4 separate regions of the Sus scrofa genome follow, and all the other regions are linked to region 1. The links are chromatin contacts, called in public Hi-C, HiChIP or PLAC-seq and promoter capture Hi-C maps. All regions are on one chromosome and are shown on one strand. The core of a region is the stretch at or near the end of the contact, and the rest is flanking DNA. Distances in the headings are between cores, read along the strand shown. Region 1 holds the start of CCNL1 (cyclin-L1). Region 2 holds the start of MFSD1 (major facilitator superfamily domain-containing protein 1). Region 3 holds the start of LXN (latexin). Region 4 holds the start of SLC33A1 (solute carrier family 33 member 1).

Region 1 (3,182 bases), core at 335-2,834:
GCGCTAATTTGATAATTTGTCTAGAACGTGGATCTCTTTGCTCCCGTCTCTACCTCATCTAACTTTTCGCGTTTGGATGACTCGGGTTCAGCGAGTAGAAAGGGAAGCATCAGGACGAACGACCTTCGCCGGCATTGGCTGGTGGAAATGGTTACTCTGATGTCCTGTATGGACGAACTTGTAATTTAAAGTGACCCACAAGGAATCTGGAAAGGGCTGCTTTACAGTATTTTTGGGAAACAGGCTTGTGAACTACATCGGTTCAAAAAAAAAAAAAAAAAAAAAGCTGTCAGATGAGCATGTGGTTCCCAGAGGTATCTAAGTATGGCGAGGGATTCGTATTGACTGGGAGAGAGACTGCTTTAGCAGCTTCGCTTGCGAAACTCGGGCCTGAGCTAGTGACAAGCCACAGCTTTCACTAATCTGGAAAATCCCTAATTTCCAAAAATAGTTTTAGGTCGAGACTTTACAGAGGTAATTTGATTATGCCCGGCAGTCTATGTATTCATGGAGGTTACTGCAATTAGGTAGTATGGGAGAAATCAATCTCTTTATATGTATTTTTCCCTCTCTGATATTAGCAATTCTCCAAATTTCCTCAAATTTGAAATAAAAACAATGATACTGATCCAAACTACCACAGGCTAGAGTGGGAGGAAAAAAGAGTAGATCTTGTTTAAAAAAAAAAAAAAGATTCTGTAAACTGAATCATTTTGCTGTACAGAAAAAATTAACACAAGGTAAATTCAGTTAAAAGAGAGTAGATCTTTGTTTACTCCTTCTGTGTCTAGACCTTGGAGACATTGTCCAGGAATGAGAAGCCCCATCATCTTTCTATCACATAGTTCAATTTTAAGGTTTAATTATGAGAAATGAATTAAAACTTGGATCCATAGAGCAAAAGGAATTTGAGTACACTGCAATATTTGTTAGTGATGTCTCTAAAGCAAAACATATTCAAAAACTCATTTTAAAAAAAGAATTCAATCCACCTTACTTTGTAAAGATTTACATCAGTATTTCTGAACCCTAGCTGCACATAAGTATCTTCAGAGGAGTTTAGGGCTGCACCCGAGGTATATGTAAGTTCCCAGGCTAGAGACGGAATTGGATCTACACCATAGCCACAGCAATGCCAGGTCTGAGCCGCATGTGCAGCCTATCCCACAGCTCACAGCAACACCAGATCCCTGACCCACTAATTGAAGCCAGGGATCAAACCCGCATCCTCATGGATACTAGTCGGATTCCCTTCTTTTGAGCCATGATGGGAACCCCCAGAGAAGTTTTTAAAACATACTGATTATGCTTGAGCCTGAATTGTAGGGGTTGATGTAATGGATCTGGGGTTGACCCAGCCAGTGGTTATTGGAATGTTCAGCCAGGATTGAGAAACAGAGCTCCAAGAGAGTGTAATTCTGGTGCTAGCTGAAATACTTGACCTCGTTGCACGTTACCTTCACCTGTCTGACTAAGCTGCTTCCAGGGAAGTTTCCCTCTCCAATATTCAGGAGGGATTATAACAGGAGTTCCCATAGTGGCATAGTGGAAACAAATCTGACTAGGAACCATGAGGTTGCAGGTTTGATCCCTGCCCTCGCTCAGTGGGTTAAGGATCTGGCATTGTCGTGAGCTGTGGTGTAGTTCGCACATGCAGCTTGGATCTGGGGTTGCTGTGGCTGTGGTGTAGGCTGGTGGCTACAGCTCCCAATTCAACCCCTAGCCTGGGAACCTCCATATGTGGCCCCAAAAAGACTAAAATAAAATAAAATGCTGTAACAGACTTTGAAAGCTCTTCTTATTTATTTTTGGCTGCACCATGGCATATGGAAGTTTCTGGGCTGGGGATTGAATCTGAACCACAGCTGCCACCTATGACACAGCTGCAATGTCAGATCCTTAACCTGCTGAGCCACAGTGGGAACTTCAATACAATTCATTTTTAAGACTTTTTTTTTGGCTGCACCCACAGTATGCAGAAGTTCCCGGGCCAGGGATCAAGCCCAGGCCACAGTAGTGACCTGAGCCGCAACAGTGACAATGTTGGATCCTTAACCCGCTGAGCCACCAGGCAACTCCAAGACTCTTTCTTTTCTTTTCTTTTTTCTTTTTTTAGGGCAGAACCTGTGGTATATGGAGGTTCCCAGGCTAGGGGTTGAATCAGAGCTACAACTGCTGGCCACAGCCACAGCCACAGCAAGATCAGATACGAGCCATGTCTGTGACCTACACCATAGATGACAGCAATGCTGGATCCTTAACCCACTAAGCAAGGCCAGGGTTTGAACCTGCAATCTCATGGGTCCTAGTTGGATTTGTTTCCGCTGCGCCACAACAGGAACTCCCAAGACTATTTCTTAATGGAACATTTTTCTAATATTTAGAGTCTCCCACCATGCCTCACCAAAAAACTGTCTTGGTGATGTCTTGATATATTTTATAATATATTTTTTTAATCTCTAGGTCCTTGATTAATTGAAGAAAGTTAACAAGAATTGAAGTGAGAAGTTCTGGGAGAAGGAGGAGTACTTGCTCTACTCTTGATATCTTTTCCCTATAGACCACTGTTTCCCACCTCCTGTGTTTGGCAATCATTTCCAGAAGCACAGAACCACTGAGACTATTCTACAACTTTCTGTCTGTACCCCAGATTATATCCAATAGATATGATTATATTCACTGTTCTTCTTTTCAGCCTCAACAAAAGTGGTAGAGGAGATGGGCCAACATTTTATACGCTTAGCATTAACGCATCAAACTATGACGGTGTTTTAAATTTTGACTTCTTGGGCATTCCCATTGGCTCATTAAGAACCCAAGATAGTATCCAGAGGATGCAGGTTTGGTCCCTGGCCCTGCTCAGTGTATTAAGGATCTGGCACTACTGCAAGCTGTGGTGTAGGTATAGACCATGGATCCAGTGTGGCTGTGGCTGTGGTATAGACCAGCAGCTGTCCAATTCAACCCCTAGCCCCAGAACTTCCATATGCCACAGGTGTGGCCCTAAAGAGAAAAAAAATTAATTTTAACTTGTTTAAAAAAAAAATTCATGACAGGTATTCCCACTGTGGCTCAATGGGATTGATGGCATCTCTGCAGCACCAGCATGAGGGTTTGATCCCTGGTCTGGCATAGTGAGTGGGTTAAAGGATCCAGTGTTGCCACAGCTGTGGTATAGAAAG
Region 2 (3,182 bases), core at 442-2,941, 1.6 Mb after region 1:
TCAATTCCTTCCTCTCAGACCTCATAAACTATTTGCCCAAATTCATCCCCATTTCACTTCCAAAATACTTCTCCTTTGCTTCATCCCTATTTCCCCAGTTATAGGACCTTGCCATTTCTAATCTTCATAGTACCTAATAATCTTAATGATTATTCAACCTCTAGCTTTGTCACCCTCAAAGTTCTGCTGGCAAGCCTGGCACCACCACCCCCTTCTTGAAAGTTGAGGAGGGTGTCAGGTTGTGTTGCCAGATGTAATTTGTTTTTTTTTTGTTTTTTTTTTTAACTTTTTAAAAATTACTCAGATGAATTTATCACATCTGTAGTTGTATAATGATCATAACAATCTGATTTCACAGGATTTCCACCCCACAGCCCAAGCACATCTCCCCACCCCTCAAACTGTCTCCTCCGGAGACCATAAGTCTTTCAATGTCTGTGAGTCAGCATCTGTTCTGCAAAGAAATTCAGTCTGTCCTTTTTTCAGATTCCACATGTCAGTGAAAGCATTTGATGTTGGTATCTCATTGTATGGCTGACTTCACTTAGCATGATAGTTTCTAGGTCCATCCATGTCGCTAAAAATGCTGTATTTCATTCTTTTTAATGGCTGAATGATAGCCAGATGTAATTTGTAAAAACATAGGTTTTGGAGTTCCCAAACTGTGGTACAATGGGTTAAAAATTCGACTGCAGCCGCTTGAGTCACTGTGGAGGCGCTGGTTTGATCCTTCGCTTGGTGCAGTGGGTTAAGGATTCCACTCTACTACAGCTGTGGCTCGGATTCAATCCTGGCCCGGGAACTTCCATATGTTATAGGTGCAGCCCTAAATAAAAACACAGGTCTTGCATTCTTGATCCTCTACACAAAATCCTTGCATGTCTCCTTACGGAACAGGTTTAGTTTTTCCTACTGAGTTCTTCTTTCATTCGCAGATCAATGGTCTCTCTCCTCTCCCCCACCTCCCCTCACACACACACACACGGTTCTGTTTCAGGCTTGCATCATTATTATCCCTCCTAATCCCCACCCTCATAACCAACTCCCTCATATAGGCGTCATGACTGACCCATTCGTACTAATTCTAGCTTAGGTATGAATTTAAAGGACCTTCAGCACGCCACCACTTTCCCCCAAAGTTTGTTAAACTGTACTTACTCTCTTCCCAAACGCCTTTCCCAGGCATTCCTACGAAATTCACTACTTATTTCAACCGCTGTTCTCACTTAGACTCGTCTATTCACCATACTATTCTTTAAAGGATCAGTTTCTGTCGACCTCCCCAAGTAAACCACGAACTTTCTGAGGTCTGAGAGCTTGTCACATTCCAGTTTGTATTCCCAGTACCTGGCATGTGAGTGGACACAACATAAGACTCTCAATGAACTGTGTGGAATTAAGAGCAGCCAAAAAGGCTGCGGAAAGCAACGCTGCGAGGAGAAGGGCGGTGCGCTTCTTCGCGTCAGGCTGAGCGGAGGCCGGCACTCTCTACCCGCGCAGCGGCAGGGGATGGACAGCAGGAGCAGGCAGGAAACGAGCACAGTTCCATTTTGGGCAGCGGAAAGCTGCGGCTGGCGCCTAAGACAGTACCGGGAGAAATTAAACGTAGCTCCTCCCCTCTCTCCTCGCTAGGCCTGCCCACCACGTGATCTTGCCTGCTCACGTGAGCGCGGCCTTGCGTGACCTGCCCCGGCATCACGTGAGCAACCGTGGTCACGTGAGCACGGTTTTTGCTGGGCTCCAGCAGCAGCTTCTTCCCGGAGTTGCTGTCACTGTCTTCTCCTGATCTCCCGCCGGCCGGATGGAGGAGGAAGATGAAGAAGCGAGGGCGCTGCTGCCAAGCAGCCCCGTCAAGGCCGGCAGAGGTGCCTCCAACACTCCCGACGCTCCCAGGGCGCTGTCCGCCCTCTGCGACCCCAGTCACCTGGCGCACCGGCTTTTGGTGCTGTTGCTGATGTGCTTCCTTGGCTTCGGTGAGCCGGCCGGCCTGGTGGGGTGTTGCTGCTAATCAGGAAATTACCGACTTTCTTTCGGAGAGTCGTTCTTGGCTGCCACGAGGCCTCAGCGCAGCTTCTAGTTTCTGTTTCTGGGCTTTCCTTCTTTTCCCTTCTCCACCCCATCAAAGCCTTGTAGACGTTGCTAGCTATTCGGCATTTCGAAGATAGGAGTAAGGGCACTGAGCTGCGCGAGTTTTGTGCCACTCCTTTCCTCTCCAAGAAGTCTCGAAGGCTAGCAACTTGCCGCCTGGGACCCTAGATATGAAGGAATCCCGGGATCATCAAGGTTGCTCTAATGACAGTTCCATTCAGAAGGAATTCAGAAAGATTTAACTGTCCCTTTCCCCGTTGCCCTTCCCCAACGCCCCTCTGCCCAATTTAAAATTTTTGATTGACCAACTCGTTGGCAGTCTTACGTGTTTCTCATCCTCTTTGGGAAAACGTATGAGTGTGTCTTGTTGATAGCTTCAATGAGTGGATGTGTTCTCGTTCTCTTCCGCTATGCCAATGTGAAGCAATCATACTGGATTGGACTTGTGGTAGGCTTGACGGTGTTTGGTTTCATTTACGAAATCTGGTGACTCTGAAGGAAATTTCTTGAGCTAATTTTAAAAATTATCTGCCTGTGTTCCAGCTACTAATTTTTTTCAGCAACATTCTAATGTCAATATAAGTTTGATAGGAAGGTAATAATGTGTTTCTCAAGGGGCTTGCGGGAATGGGTATCATCAACAAGTTCAGAAACATTATATTGGGTAACTTTATGCTACTGCTGAGGATATGTATGTTGGCATGGAGGTTGCTTTGAGCCTTAGTTCCTTTGCATCTCTTTTTGTTCCCCCTCTTTCTTTGTGGAAAGAAAGAGCTGCAGCTCTGATTCAACCCCTATCCTGGGAATCACCATACGCTGCAGGTGTGATCCTAAAAAGCAAAAAAAAAAAAAAAAAAAGTCAATTTTATTTCTGTAAAAATAATTCTGAGTGCACGAATGTCCAAATCTCTCCACCTCTCTCTTTCTTATCCTCTCAAAGACATTATGTTTTAATTTAATCTTTTGGAATGCTTTTGTTTTTCTTCATTACTGGCACTGTATTTGCTAAATTATTTGTCTAAAGCATTTTGTTTGTAGATTTAAAATTCTTGTTTCAAAAACAGGTTTAGTCAGAGTAAACTTCTTTCCCCTGC
Region 3 (3,182 bases), core at 455-2,954, 1.4 Mb after region 1:
TTTTCCTGGAATATCCTAAAATTAAGAAAATATGGTATTATTATAACAATCACCCAGTTCTTTACACTGTTAGAAGAATCCATTGTCATTTGAGGAGGCTGACTGGTGAGGGCAAATGATTAAAGCTTGAAAAAGGCAAGTCGCCATGTGTGTGACATTTAATTTAGCAGATCCTCTAGTAGGGTTATTTTGGATGAGAACAAAAAGATGGGTTAAAAGCATATATAAATAAAATCAGTTATAATTCACTTTCAGGTCATTAGAGGTAAAGGACTCTAACCTCTGACTCTGTGATCTTAAATTCCACATAAGATATCTTGAAAAATGTAATTTTAAAGATAACAAATAAGACACACCATTGCAAAGATTTTTCATAATGCCCTATGTACCCTCCAAAGAGTATTCAATAAAAATGAATTCCATTTTGAGGCAGATAATTGCAGAGTGGTTAGAGTTAAGTACTGCTTTTACTTGTATATTAGTGGACCTGCAAAATGATACTTTAACAAATTTTATAACTGTAAAACAAACCTTTAGGTATTTATTTCACTTTTGAATGAAGATACAATTGAGAATTTATACCTAATTATGTTACCTGGTATGGTTTTGAAATAATATTTACTCCCTGTCAGTCCTTAAACACTGTTTAGCAGTTAAACTTCTGTCAGTAAATAAGGCAAGGTCTCAAATCCATTAAATTTTAGTAAAATGGAAATGAGTTTAGCGAATGTTGAGGGCTTGAGTATTTAACCCTTTAGCCAGCGGGAACCCATCATTCACAACAGTCATTGGCGGTAGTGTTTGGGTGGTTGAAGTGAAGCCTCAGCCACAGTACTCTGACTTGGCTTTGTCAGGTTCTGTTGCTTTATCTTTGTCAAAGAGTAATAATAGCATAATAGTAATAAAGGATTGGTCTTAAAATTTAGACAGTGAAGAATCATTTACAAGACCAGAGCTTTTGTTGGTCCAGATTGGAGGAGTAGATGAGGAATGAAGAAGCAGTTTTAAGATTCTTCTGAAAATAGTTCCTATAGTTTTCTCTTTGGGGAAAGGCGAGAATGCCGCCCTTCATTGAGAACATTCCCCCACTTCTTTGTAATAATGCCCATAAAAAAACGGTATCGCTGTCTCTGCCTTCCTGTGAAAACAACAAAACAGCCCCTAGAGACTGAAGTATAGACCAGTCCCGCGAGACAAACAGTGAGACAAAACCAGACGTGGGGTGTAGAGGAGTCGGGAGCCCACCGAGCTGAGACCCTTGGGAATGCAGGGAACGCTGGCGGGTGCCCCTACAGCCCGCTAACTGACTCACCTCTAGGCTGGCTTGTTTGACTGTCTGCACCAGAAACAACTTGTGGGGGGTCCCCTGCTGGTAGTTGATGCAGCTCTCTGCCACCGAGGCCGCCCTGGAGGCCGGGTAGTGGGTCGGAGGGATTTCCATTCTTGGTGACCTGCGGCTGGACTTGAGTGGGGCTGCTCAAGCCTAAGGAGAAAGGAAGTGCACCCCGCTGCTGCTAGTACCGGCCCGAGGCGGAAAAGTCAGCCCTGTGCTTTGGGCTGGACTTGGGCTGGGGCGGGATCACCAGCTTCTTCCCTCCCTCTCTTCCTCCTTCCCTCCTTCCGATTCTGAAAGCTACCGCTTTTGTGCTGGCTCCTGCTTGGGCTGCTGCTGTGGCCCCGCCCTGCGGCCCCGCCCTGCTACCGCCTCATTCCCTCTTAGAGCCCCCTCCTCCTTTAAGAGAGGATGGGGAGGGAGTCTGTGGGCTAACATCCTGTTATTTATTAACTTTTACAGAAGCACTTGGCTTTTGCTTTACTGGAGGGTCTCCTCTGGGGCTTCCGGTTTCCTCTCTGTGGAAAGTCTGGTTGCTTCGTTTGCAGTTGAAAGCACAACTTCCTTCAGAGCCACCCACTGTGTCAGGCACAGGGCAAAGTGCAAAGGAGCCTCCAGATAGTCATTTGGATTCCTTCTTTTCCCTTTCCATTGTAAGAGTCCAGGAACAGGCTTGCTTATCCCCCAGCTTTTTGTGGCCATGGGCCAGTTCTGCCCAAATCAGGGTATGAGAGACTGCAAACGATAGCATTAATTTGGAAGATCATGTAATTTAGGTCAGGAGAAATTTTAACAGATACCTGCATCCCTTTCTTCCTTTCCTGATCTTAGAAAGATGAAGTTTTGATATAATGCCACACTTCTAACTTTTGGAATCGCTTTGAAAATTTTACTTTGAGGATTAAGACATACTTAAAAACCAAGCGTATACAAAGCATTACATTAAAGTAGCTTCCAACAAAAACAGTTTTTAAAGCCCCTTAAGCAAGCACAAAACTTTTAGTAGGCAGTGCAGTTTTACTCTCCAGAACTCAATTACTTCCTTCAGTCACCTTTAAAGAAACTATAGTCTAGGCTCTTTTTCAGATTTGCAGTAGATGAGGCAGCAAAGGTTCCTTTTCATCAGCTGTATAGCCAAACTGACACTGTATTTTTTGGCTTAGAAATAAAGACTCTGCTATTTTTCCCCAAAATGGATTTTGAAAGTTCTTTGGGTAGGCACATATGTTGTGTGTGTGGTTTTTTTTTTTTTTTTTAAATTAGCAAAAATGTATTTTAATGTGCTATCCTCAAATACCCTCTTTAACTTATTTATAAAGTCTTTGTAGTAAGTAAGTTTTTAAAGAATAATTCTGTTCTTTCTAGTTATATTAGTCAACAACTGTCAGGTAACTAGAGAATGAAAGGGTTAGTTTCTCCTCTTAAGGCTTTTTCAAAAAAATTGGAGGTGGTTTTTCTTTGGGGAGTGGGGGGTCATTCATCTGCCAGCCAGTCTCTTAGGGTTGTTGTGTGTGTGTGTGAATTGTATGAATTATGTGCTCCTTTGATAATGTCCAAGAAAGAATGGCTGAGTATTCTAATTACAGAAATTGAGCTTTTTGCTGATAATGAAATTTTTCAAGTTTCACAAATAGCTAGTTAACATCTCCTATGTTATTACCGGTTAGAGTTATGAGAATTACAATATGTGAGCTTCCTAAAGTCACCCTTTTGAAGCTTTATGAATACAATTACCATCTCTGTAGATCAAGGCTAGTAACAAAGGTTATGACATATCAGGTAATTACTAAGAGTAGACATACCCAATTCTTTTTTTTTTTTTTAATTTTTTTTAATTTTTGCCTTTTTT
Region 4 (3,182 bases), core at 385-2,884, 1.3 Mb before region 1:
TGGTCTAAGAGTAGGGGTAGAAATGAACCAGAAGACATGGAGCTAGAAATCTCAATCTAACAAAGAGACAAAAAAAAAACAAACTCTGAAGTCAGGCTAGGTTTATGTCTTCACACTAGTTAGACTTTTAAAAAATGTTCATCTGAGTATTATTAGTCAAGTGCCAAGGGATTCCTAGACTCAAGACTTTTGTTTGCCATTACACAACAATGTATACTGGATGAGTTACCCTTCCAATTCATTTCAGAATACTAATCAATTATGACTGCTCTACTATAATTCTGGTTGAAGCTTATTTTAGTAAAACAGAAACCTTACCTCGGGTCATTTCCCATTAAAATGATTTCCAGTAAATTATTGTTCCTACTAGCACCCACATGTCGAAAGGATTCATAAACGTACAATATACCTAACAGCATAACAGTTTAAATACACTACCTGAAAGAGTGACGATTCCCCTGGGTCGAGGCTGCAACCGCAAATATTTGTTACAAAAGTCGGCAGATTCAAGGGCCAAAAACAAAACATTGCCCAAAAAATAGCCCGCTGTTTGGCCTACTGAATTGCAAGTAGAAGCATAACCCACATTTTCCCGGGATAACATAGTTAACGCCCAACCATCCACAGCGATGTCCTGAGTGGCTGCCAGGAATTCAAACAAAAAGAAAGTCACAGTGAGAGCAACAACATCGGGGCTTCTGCCATCTGTACTCCCGAGCAAGTGGTCCACTTGAGTGGATAGATATATCATGAAGAATCCCAATATGTACTGTGTAGGGACAAGCCAAGATTTGCGACGGCCGAAGTTCCTAAAGTAAACCGCATCAACTAACGGGGCCCAGAGTAATTTGAGACTGAAGGGCCAAAAGACAAAACTGAAGAAAGCCTGATCTGTATAGCTAACATTTTTGCTCTGCAAAATAAGTGGGATGCTTCCTGCCAGGCCCAGTGGAATGCCCTGAAGCACGTAAAGAAAGAGCAAAAGCAAAATGCTGCTTAATTCGGCCCGGCAGCTCCTTGGGGGTTTTGAGAGGTCACTAGCGCCGATATCCCCCAGAAGAGCTTCTTTGTCCCCTTCCCCGCCCACCAACTCCGGATGATCATCATCCCAGGAGCCCGGCGGTAGAGGACCGCTCTTCATATCCAGAGAGTGGTTGAAAGTCCCTGGCCGTCGTTGCCGACTATTGTCCTTGTGGGAGATGGTGGGAGACATATCAGAGACGATGCAGAACCCCGTTTGTGGGAGGCCGGGGCTGAGCGTCTTGGATCCGTCTAGTCCCAGGTCCAAGGCTGTCGCTCTGGACCAGGGTGTCAATGGCTCAGGGAGGGGGACAGGGCGCGGGTTGATAAGGGCACTCCTTACTGCCGTCCGGAGTGCTGAACCCCGGAGCCAGTCCCCTGGCTGGAAGCCCAGGCGATGCCCAGGTATTTTCTCCTTGGAGCGGCGTCAAGGAGCCTGAAGAAGCGCCCCCGGCAGCCGGGCCGGGGTCGAGACTGGAGGAGGGGGCCGTGGTGCTGCGATGGAAACAGGCCTGTAGCTGTAGCGAGAGAAACGGCCAATTCCCCGACCCACCGCCCGCTCTCGCCGCCACCAATGCGACAGACAGCACTTTCTCCACTGGACTCCTGAGATACAAGATAATTTCCTGCCTCGAGCTTCAGGAAGTGGTCCTAGTCTCAAATGCGTCCTGATCCCGCCTCCAGAGCAAGCCAATCAGGACACGATCCAGCGGCCGAGTTCGGAAACAAAGCTTGGTAGGAACCCGAAAGCCCAGCGGCCAGAACCTCACGGGACAATTAACGCGGGCGCACCGTGAGGCCGGGGCGGGGCGCCGCGCGAGGTCTGGCTCCATGAGCGCATGCGGCCGTCTGGAAAGCGTGGGCCTCGGTCATTGGGTCCCAGGGGCCACGTGAGGGCGGGTTCAGGCGGGCGTGTGCCTGCTGCCAAACTTAATACCTTGCAAACTCTGAGTGGCCTCGGTCCTCGTCATTAGGCTGGAGGTGGGCAGTGCCCCAAGTCCAGGCTGGGAATTTTGAGATGTCCCTGCTTTCGTGGGCCAGGGAGAAACAGAGAGAAGGACTGAAGTTTACGAAATTTCCTTATCAGCAAGCAGGGGCGCCTTGGGTCCCCCAAAGAGTAAAAACAGCCCTGGTTAAATGCTGAAGCGTGTACCTTAAGAATGCCTACTTACGGAATGAATGAAATTGCTCGAAAGATTGCTCTGTAGTCCGTTTTTCCAAAGTGATGGAAAAGTGTAGCGGAATTGAGGCCTGGGTAGCTAACTGGGACGTTGGGTAGAGTGAAATTGTAAGACTCCTTCTCTCTCAGTTTTTGACCTACTGTGAAAGGTCTTGTAAGAGCCAAATGTTAGTTCTTTTTCATGTTTACTCACGTATGTTACTGAAATGATCACAGGGAACTTAACCTTGGGTAACCAACAGCATAAGTTGTAATACATAGAAAATACGTTACCTATACAATTTTACATATGATATATATATAAAATATATTATTTTACATTGGATAAGTATTTAGATACTAAAACCAAAAACTTAAAACCTATAATTAAAGTTAAACATTCTCAGCCTCCCACCATTTGAGATGAAACATGTTATTCCTACCTCTTCCAAATACAAATGTTGAAATAACAGTTCATCTCAAAATTATTTAGAAAAAGTGATTCGCTTCCTTAAGATAGACATTGAAGACTGAATACAAAAAGTTACATACTTGTTAAATGTAACCTAGAGTTTGCACAGGAAATCAAACTATATAAACAGTACTTTTCTGAAAACTAACTTTGTGCGATGTTGCAGGGATGGTAGTTCTTAAAGAGAAGTTCCATTTGTGGGCATCAAAGATCTGTGCACTTGATAAGAATTTTGCTATAGGCATAGTAAGTTACAAGTGTATATTTGCTGACCAATGAATTATATAATAGAAAGTTTATTCTTAAGCTAGTTTAATGTAGGAATGTAAGTGGAAATTATTTGTATTGCAAACTAGTTGTACAACATATATCACAAATTCTCAATCACTGCCTCCATCCATTTAAATATTGCAAAATAGCTTTTTGTGTGTGTATGCTCTTTACTTATCCCTGAGATGTTGGTATAGTCATGATTAAATTCTTTTCAATTTTTATATTAGAAAATTTCTCCCATTATTTTTTAAAAGTAGT

The links. Promoter capture Hi-C pulls out the DNA fragments that hold promoters and counts their contacts. A called contact is a pair of places that touch in the nucleus more often than the background predicts. HiChIP or PLAC-seq counts read pairs in DNA pulled down with a chosen protein or histone mark.
Region 2: a contact with region 1 is called in an H3K27ac HiChIP or PLAC-seq map of alveolar macrophages. The contact joins the promoter of MFSD1 here to the promoter of CCNL1 in region 1. A contact is called at or near these places in 1 of 5 promoter capture datasets (liver) and 1 of 2 datasets of contacts at active chromatin or transcription factors (alveolar macrophages).
Region 3: a Hi-C map of embryonic fibroblasts shows a contact between it and region 1, with 4 times the contacts expected there. The contact joins the promoter of LXN here to the promoter of CCNL1 in region 1. A contact is called at or near these places in 1 of 5 promoter capture datasets (fetal liver) and 1 of 47 Hi-C or Micro-C datasets (embryonic fibroblasts).
Region 4: a contact with region 1 is called in a promoter capture Hi-C map of fetal liver, with 4 times the contacts expected there. The contact joins the promoter of SLC33A1 here to the promoter of CCNL1 in region 1. A contact is called at or near these places in 2 of 5 promoter capture datasets (fetal liver and liver), 2 of 47 Hi-C or Micro-C datasets (heart right ventricle and liver) and 1 of 2 datasets of contacts at active chromatin or transcription factors (alveolar macrophages).

What each region holds. Positions count from the first base shown.
Region 1 is chr13:97,002,817-97,005,998 of Sscrofa11.1, forward strand. CCNL1 (cyclin-L1) reads right to left here and starts at 1,585. Exons shown (of 11, transcript XR_001300397.2): 1 at 1-1,585. All of the region lies in intron 14 of VEPH1 (ventricular zone-expressed PH domain-containing protein homolog 1), which reads right to left.
Region 2 is chr13:98,590,654-98,593,835 of Sscrofa11.1, forward strand. MFSD1 (major facilitator superfamily domain-containing protein 1) reads left to right here and starts at 1,692. Exons shown (of 16, transcript XM_003358650.5): 1 at 1,692-1,973. The coding sequence starts at 1,802.
Region 3 is chr13:98,440,119-98,443,300 of Sscrofa11.1, forward strand. It overlaps LXN (latexin), which reads right to left and starts at 1,705. Exons shown (of 6, transcript XM_003358644.4): 1 at 1,313-1,705; 2 at 1-15. The coding sequence starts at 1,441. The region is part of intron 13 of GFM1 (elongation factor G, mitochondrial); the gene reads left to right.
Region 4 is chr13:95,722,523-95,725,704 of Sscrofa11.1, forward strand. SLC33A1 (solute carrier family 33 member 1) reads right to left here and starts at 1,635. Exons shown (of 6, transcript NM_001244245.1): 1 at 439-1,635. The coding sequence starts at 1,213.